Linked DNA regions of Capsicum annuum: region 2 is linked to region 1. A link is a contact called in public Hi-C data. All regions are on one chromosome and are shown on one strand. Each heading gives the region's core, a stretch centred on a gene start, on an enhancer-like site or on the middle of the called end of the contact. The rest is flanking DNA. Distances are from core to core; before and after follow the strand shown. Region 1 holds the start of LOC107870277 (serine/threonine protein phosphatase 2A regulatory subunit B''beta). Region 2 holds the start of LOC107870279 (pentatricopeptide repeat-containing protein At3g04760, chloroplastic).

Region 1 (3,249 bases), core at 271-2,770:
CGAGATTAGAAATGAAGATATTCGGGACAATGTGAGAGTAACTTTCATAGATGAAAAAATGAGGAACGCGAGACTGAAATAGTTTAGTCATGCAGAGGAAATACATAGATGCCCTAGTAAGGAGGTTGAGAGGTTGACACTAACATAATTAAAGAGAGGTAAAGGTAGATCGAAGAAGTATTGAAAAAAAATTACTAGAAAAGACATGACATACCTTTAGCTTACCGCAGACATGACCTAGAAAGGGGGTCTTGGAGTTCGAGGATTAAACTAGAAGGTTACAAGGCAGGATTTTATGTGTTCCAGTGGCATTAGCACTAATATCGTAGTTTCTTGCCCTTTGATTTTTTGTTAATACGTGTTTTTTACTTCAGTTATCATATTATTTTAATGTTAAACTGTGCCTTTTTTTGAATGCCATATAATGATCTTATTGTCATTTGTTATTTCTTATTTTGCGTCAATATGTTATTTTTCGCATTACTTTGTTATGGTTACTTGAGCCTTGGATCTTTCAGAAACAACCTCTCTACCTCCACAAGGTAAGAATAAGGTCTACATACACAACACCCTCTGTAGACAACATGTAATGAGATTGTACTGGGTATGTTATTTTCTTTCGCACCCAAATAATCAAGTGATCGGTAGACAATTGGATTTTAGAAGTCACCTTTAGGGTGTGTTTGGTATGAAGAAAACATTTTTTGAATAATGTTTTTCAATTTTCTCATGTTTGACTATCTTAATTTTTTCAATTTTTTCATGTTTAATTGACTTAAACGTTTTCCATTTTTTCCATGTTTGATTGACTTAAACATTTGTCGAATAATATTTTCCTATTTTCTCATGTTTGATTGGCGTAATTGTTTTCCAACTAGACTTATTTTTCTCAAATTTAAGAAAAATAATTTTCCTTCTTGTCGGAAACAACTTCTCTATCTCACATTTGAGGTGGTGGTATGGACTGTGTACACTTACCCTAACCAGACGCCACTTGGTGAAAATATACGGGATATGTATTTGTTGTTGTTAACTTTCCTTCCTGAAGCAAAGAAAACATTTTTCAAAACTATGTTTAAATATCACCACCCAATTCTCCTAACTCGAGTCTGGGGTCCTAATTCTCAACGCGACCCAAGTCTCGGGTTCCCACGCATGACCTCGACTCCCGAGACTGACCCCAATTTGACTGCCCCACTTTTGATCGAACTAGGATCAGAGTCGAGTATGGACCAATGTCGAGGCGAGAGTCGAGATAAAAAATTAAGTCTGGAGTCTACATCAGGTTTGACTCGAATCAGAAGTCAGGGTTGGATTAAGAGACGAGTCCCAATTCGAGGTTGGGAGTCGATATTGCAAGTCGAGTCTCCGGTCGAGGTTGAATATTAGGTCAGGACCGAGAGTCGTATTTCGAATTAGGAATCTGGCCTCGAGTCTTGGTACAAATGCGATTCTCCTGTTGGGATGTCGAGTCCGTTGTCAAAGTAGTATTTACCCAAACTATATCTAAATACTTTCGCCATAATATTTCTTTACGAAATCGTTTATTTTTCGAGAAAACATTTTCCGTCCCAAAACACCCTTAAATATTCAACCTTTTTTCTCTTCCTTTTTGTATAGTTTACCATATCATATAATATCTCTTACACATTCACATTTTTATACACTTTCTCTTCTTCTCCATCTCCCTTTTTTCCCTCCGCATAAAAAAAAAATACTTAGCTTCAAGGGTTTCCTTTTTCCCCTCTGTAAATTCCCCCAAATTGAATTTTTCAATCCAAATTAGGGTTTCCCTTTCACGCAAAGATCCATTTCGCATTGTTGTCGGAACCCTAATTTCATCAAAATTGGGGAAATTGCGTGCGATGAGAAGAGCAATTGTGGTTCGTTTATGTGTTTGAAGATCTCGAAGATTCGGTTTCGATTCGATTTGATTTCGATTTTAGGGAAACTGTGGTGGTTTGTTTAGGTGTTGTATAGAGAAATGGATGTGGATTTTAATGGTGATGTAACGAGTTTGGATGCTGAGTTATTGCAGTTACCTGAGGTGTCACCGTTGGCTATTAAAAGTAATCCGTATGTTGCTGAGAAGCTATTTGATCAATGGCTTTCGCTTCCTGATACTGCGGCTTTGGTAATTTTTTATTTCTAATTTCGCGTTAATTTGATGTTTTTTTGTTGCGGTAGTAGGATTTAGCTGTATAAAATTGAATTTTTGGATTTGCTTCTGGCGAGGTAGATACTGTTTTATTGGTTACGGCTCGTTTGGTGGTGTGTTATATAAGGAAAAAAATTTGATCTTGGTGTAAAACTCTGGTAGGGAGCCTTGACGTAACTATTAAAGTTGGTGCCATGTGACCGGGAGGAGGTTACGGGTTCAAATCGTGGAGTAGCCTCCTGCAGAAATGCAGGGTGAGGGTGCATACCCATAACGGGAGCTTAGTGCAACGTGCTGCCCCTTTTTTGGTGTAAAACCCTGCACTACTAATATAATGCTTGGCTTCCAGTACTTAGTGTTTCATAACTGCTCCTTTGGTGGTGTGGTGTATAAGGAAAAAAAAAACAATATTGATGTAAGAATGAGGTGTTTGAAATACTAGGAGAGGAGTGCATGAAATGTCTAAAAATACCCTTAAAACTAATTATTGAGTTCGCATTTTCTTCGTTGCTGTAGTGGGATTTAGCTGACGAAATTTTAATTTGGATTCGGTTGTGGCTAGGTAGATTTATTTCGAGGTGTGTTAACCTGTACTATGTGGGAGTACTTACTGTTTCATACGTTATCAGTCGTTTGGTTGCGTGATGTATAAGGAAAAAACTAATCTTGGTGTAAGACTCTGATAAGTTAGCCTTGGCATAACTAGTTAAGTTGCTTCCATGTAATCAGGAGCTTATGTTTCGAGCTGTGAGAACAACTTCTTGCTGAAATGCAGGGTATGACTGCATATGATAGACCCGTTGCCTTGGCATAACTATTTAAGTTTGGGATTTATCTGTTGAAATTTCAATTTGGATTCGTTTGTGGGCAGGTGAATTTATTTCAAAATGTCCCGTACTGTGCGGGAGTACTTACTGTTTCATAAGTTATCGGTCGTTTGGTGGTGTTACGTATAAGGAAAAAAATTAATCTTGGTGTAAAACTCTGGTAGAGGAGCCTTGGTGTAAATGGTAAAGTTGCTGCAGTGTGACTAGGAGGTTACATGTTCGAGCTGTGTTCTTCAGTGAAATAGACACCTATGAATCTACCTC
Region 2 (3,792 bases), core at 210-2,709, 130 kb before region 1:
TATAAGTGTACATATCAGGTTGCAACTCTCTCGATAACATCTCATCGAGAAGCTTCATTGCTTCATGAATTCCGCCTTCAAGAATCGTTGCCTCTATCAAGATTGTATATGTAATAACAGTAGGCTTACAGTTGCTCTCTTCTTTCAACTGATCCAACAACTTCAATGCTGATCCTAGTTTCCCTCTATCACAAAGACTACCTATCAAGATATTATACGTAACAGAATCTGGAGGAAAGCCACGCGCTTTCATCCGGTTCAACACCTTATTTGCTTCTTCAATTTTATTCATTTTGCAGAATCCACTAATGAGTGCATTATATGCAAACACATCTGGTTCACCATACTGTTCCAATATCTGCATAACTTTCTCTCCTTTCACCGAATTTTTCGAGTTGCAGAACCCCTTAATGAGCTTTGTACATAGAATCACATCAGGTTTATAACCACTCTTCACCTTACATTCAAGAAGATACAAAGTTTCATCATATTTGCCTACTTTACATGACCAATTTAGCACTTTGATATCATTGGAATGTACATGTGTAGTAGGTCTATTTTCACTAGAAACTTTGACCTTTTGATGATTTCCAGTCTTTACTTTATTATTGTACTCATTGCTACTATATCTTACAACAACATTGTGCTTTTGAGATTGAGATGTTGGCTTTGAGAAAAGGGGGCATTGAGCAAAGATTTCACCTGGAATAATACTAGTCATTTTGGTTAGTAGTATTAGTAGTCTAGCGATATCAGTGAAAGTTACCAACCCCTCAATACAATATTAACTATGTCCCGATCCCAAACAAGTTATGTTCGGCTATACAAGACTTTCTAACCCCTTGACACAACTAGAAGTACATTCTCAATCTCAGACAAGTTGGAGTCGGCTATCTATACAAGACCTCCCGACCCCTCAATATAATAACTATGTCTCGATCCCAAACAAGTTATGGTCTGTTATACAAGACTTCACAGCCCCTTGATACAACTATAACTATGTATCAATCTCAATACAATAACTATGCCTCGATCCCAAACAAGTTGTGGACAGCTATACAAGACTTCACGACCCCTTGATACAACTACAACTACGTATCAATCTCACATAAGTTGGAGTCGGCTATACAAGACCTCCCAACCCCTCAATATTATAACTATGCCTCGATCCCAAACAAGTTGTGGTGACCACTTGGTACAACAACAACTATGCCTCAATGTAATACAAGTTGGAGTCGACTATAGGAATCCTCATGGACTTCCAAAAATCATGTTGAACTTTAATTAAAAAGAGAATTACCTGTTATTCTTGTTTGTAGAGTGAAAAATTCAACATAACCATGAAATGAACTATGGAAAAAAATAATATGGTATTTTTGTTATATTTTTTGTACATGGCAGGAATCTTGTTATAGATTCTTTTAGGATAACATAGTTAAGATAAGGCCATAAATGGTTTAACCCATTGGATAAACCGGGTCGGTCTAGTTTATGGCTTGCACTTTTTTGAAGTTCACTAAAAGGTCTTGTGAGGGCTAGTTTTATACGAGGGATAAGAGATAATTAATTATGTACTTTCTCCATTGACTTTTACTTCATTGGAAGTAGTGGTATGAGTGTATGCTTTATTCTTTTTAGATTTTACTGTATGAGAATACACCGAGTATGTTGTTGTTGTTGTTAGTTGACTTGTCACTGTTTTGCTTCTCGAGATCAAACTGTATAAACTTTAACCAACATTTTAAAATGTATAATTTAACATTTAAATTTAAAATTCAGATGGTCGAAAATTATAAGAAAAGGTTACATGTTGCAATCCTTTTCATATTTAAATGATGAAAAAATATATCTTAAAATTTGAGTCAAAGTTCACGCAAGTTGACCTCAAAAAGCGAAATAATGATAAGTAAAAGTGAACAGAGGGAGTAATTAATTTTACGATAAGTTTATTTCATATTTAGTTGAGATAAAATCGTGGAATAACTTATCTCGAAATTGTAGTGTTATTTTTTTATTACACACCTTAAAGATGGGATAAGTAATTCTGGAATAATTCATTGTAGAATAACCAGTGGCGAACCCAGGATTTAAGGATAGTGGGTACTTAAAAAATTTTAAAACTAAGAAAAAAAAACCTCCTTCCAATGAAGCATCTAAGATCAATCTAAATGTCAATGCATACAACTAACTTTTTGTTATAGTGAGTGCTTTTGTATGTTTTATATCTATTTTTCTATATTTTCTATGTAATTATACCTATTTTTGGTCGAGTTTAGTGGGTGTCGGAGCACCACAAAATCCTACATAAGTCCGCCCTGAGAATAACTTGTTCCCAACCAAATGAGCCATAATGGTTAAGAGGGCAGGTGCAATTGGGTTCGTACGAATTTCCTACGCTTGAGTATGAAAATTACACTAATACATAATGTCAAAAATTACACTAAAAATAGTTGAAGTTCTATTAAAAATAATTTTTCTACCTCACATAAAATAGGGATACGATTTGTGTTAAGCAAATCCTCTTCATATACAAATTATGTGGATACGATTTGTGTTAAGCAAATCCTCTTCATATACAATTTGTAGGATCTTACTGGATGTGATATTATCGTTATTATTATAGGTAGACTTAATCGGTACATTAACAATGTTCAAAATTTAAATTCTTTTCAAAAAAATGTGAGCCACATATTCATAATAGTAAAATTCTGGGAATTTTTTTTTTTAATTTTAGTAATTAGTACTCTATGCATCTCAACCACTTAGTTTTTACTATAGCATCATACGCTTTCATAAAACTGTAATTATGTTCAGAATAAATATTCAATCTTGTATAAAAGTCGAAAATCAAAAATGTAATTTTGTTCAATCTTGTATAAAAAGTCGAAAACCCAAAATGTAATTTGATGAGTTTGATTTTTAAGATTTTAAATATGAAGTCATTATATTTTTAAAAATATGGGTTTAAGCTTAATTTTGTTCAAATATTAATATATTCATACTTATAAATTTATAATTCAGAAATATTTAAATTGCACTCACCAATTAATAAAAGAAGAGGAAAGGACATGGCATGATCATTTAAAAAAAAAGAGATAATACATCAAAACATCACTAAACTTATAGTCAAAACTTACTTTACACCCTAAACTAATCGGACAATTATTCATTCTCCTTAACAACCTTCAAGAGAATTTTTTTCCACCCTACAAAAATTATACTACTCTTACTACGGAGAGTGAAGCACACACGCCCCACGTCATTGCCAAATCAGTGCCATGTCATTGCCACGTAAGAAATTGTAATTTTTTTTAATAAAATAATCCAATACACATATTATTTTTATATACTTTTTTAAAAAAAGAAAAAAATATATTTGTACTTTATATATATATATATATAAAGAACCCCCCTACTTCTTCCCCGTTCCTCCTCCTTCGATTCTTTAACAGCCCCCAGCCCCATTTCTCCTCCTTCTTTAATTTCTTTTTCACCATTTTTCACCATTAACATCAATAACTTGATTCAAATTTAACAAAAAAATTGATAAATAACTTGTTCATGTAGATTAAGCCATGACTCCTCCATCAATATTTAGAAATCAACAATTGCAAGTAGAACAAAACCTAAACTCATCCACAATAATTCCAGATCTACCAAACGATTTAGCAGTACTAATACTAATATTCGTTCCTTTGTTTCGATCTGCCATGAAAATGATTCCTCCTTTAATTTTTTTCACCATTAACACCATTATTTCAAACCTTCTCAAATGCTCCACTAAGCACAAGA

What was found. Hi-C and Micro-C count contacts between places; a contact is called where the count stands out from the background.
Region 2: a Hi-C map of leaf shows a contact between it and region 1, with 1.9 times the contacts expected there. The contact joins the promoter of LOC107870279 here to the promoter of LOC107870277 in region 1. A contact is called at or near these places in 3 of 5 Hi-C or Micro-C datasets (leaf and placenta).

What each region holds. Positions count from the first base shown.
Region 1 is chr5:7,798,999-7,802,247 of UCD10Xv1.1, reverse strand. LOC107870277 (serine/threonine protein phosphatase 2A regulatory subunit B''beta) reads left to right here and starts at 1,520. Exons shown (of 13, transcript XM_016716747.2): 1 at 1,520-2,134. The coding sequence starts at 1,985.
Region 2 is chr5:7,927,532-7,931,323 of UCD10Xv1.1, reverse strand. It overlaps LOC107870279 (pentatricopeptide repeat-containing protein At3g04760, chloroplastic), which reads right to left and starts at 1,459. Exons shown (of 1, transcript XM_016716748.2): 1 at 1-1,459. The coding sequence starts at 721.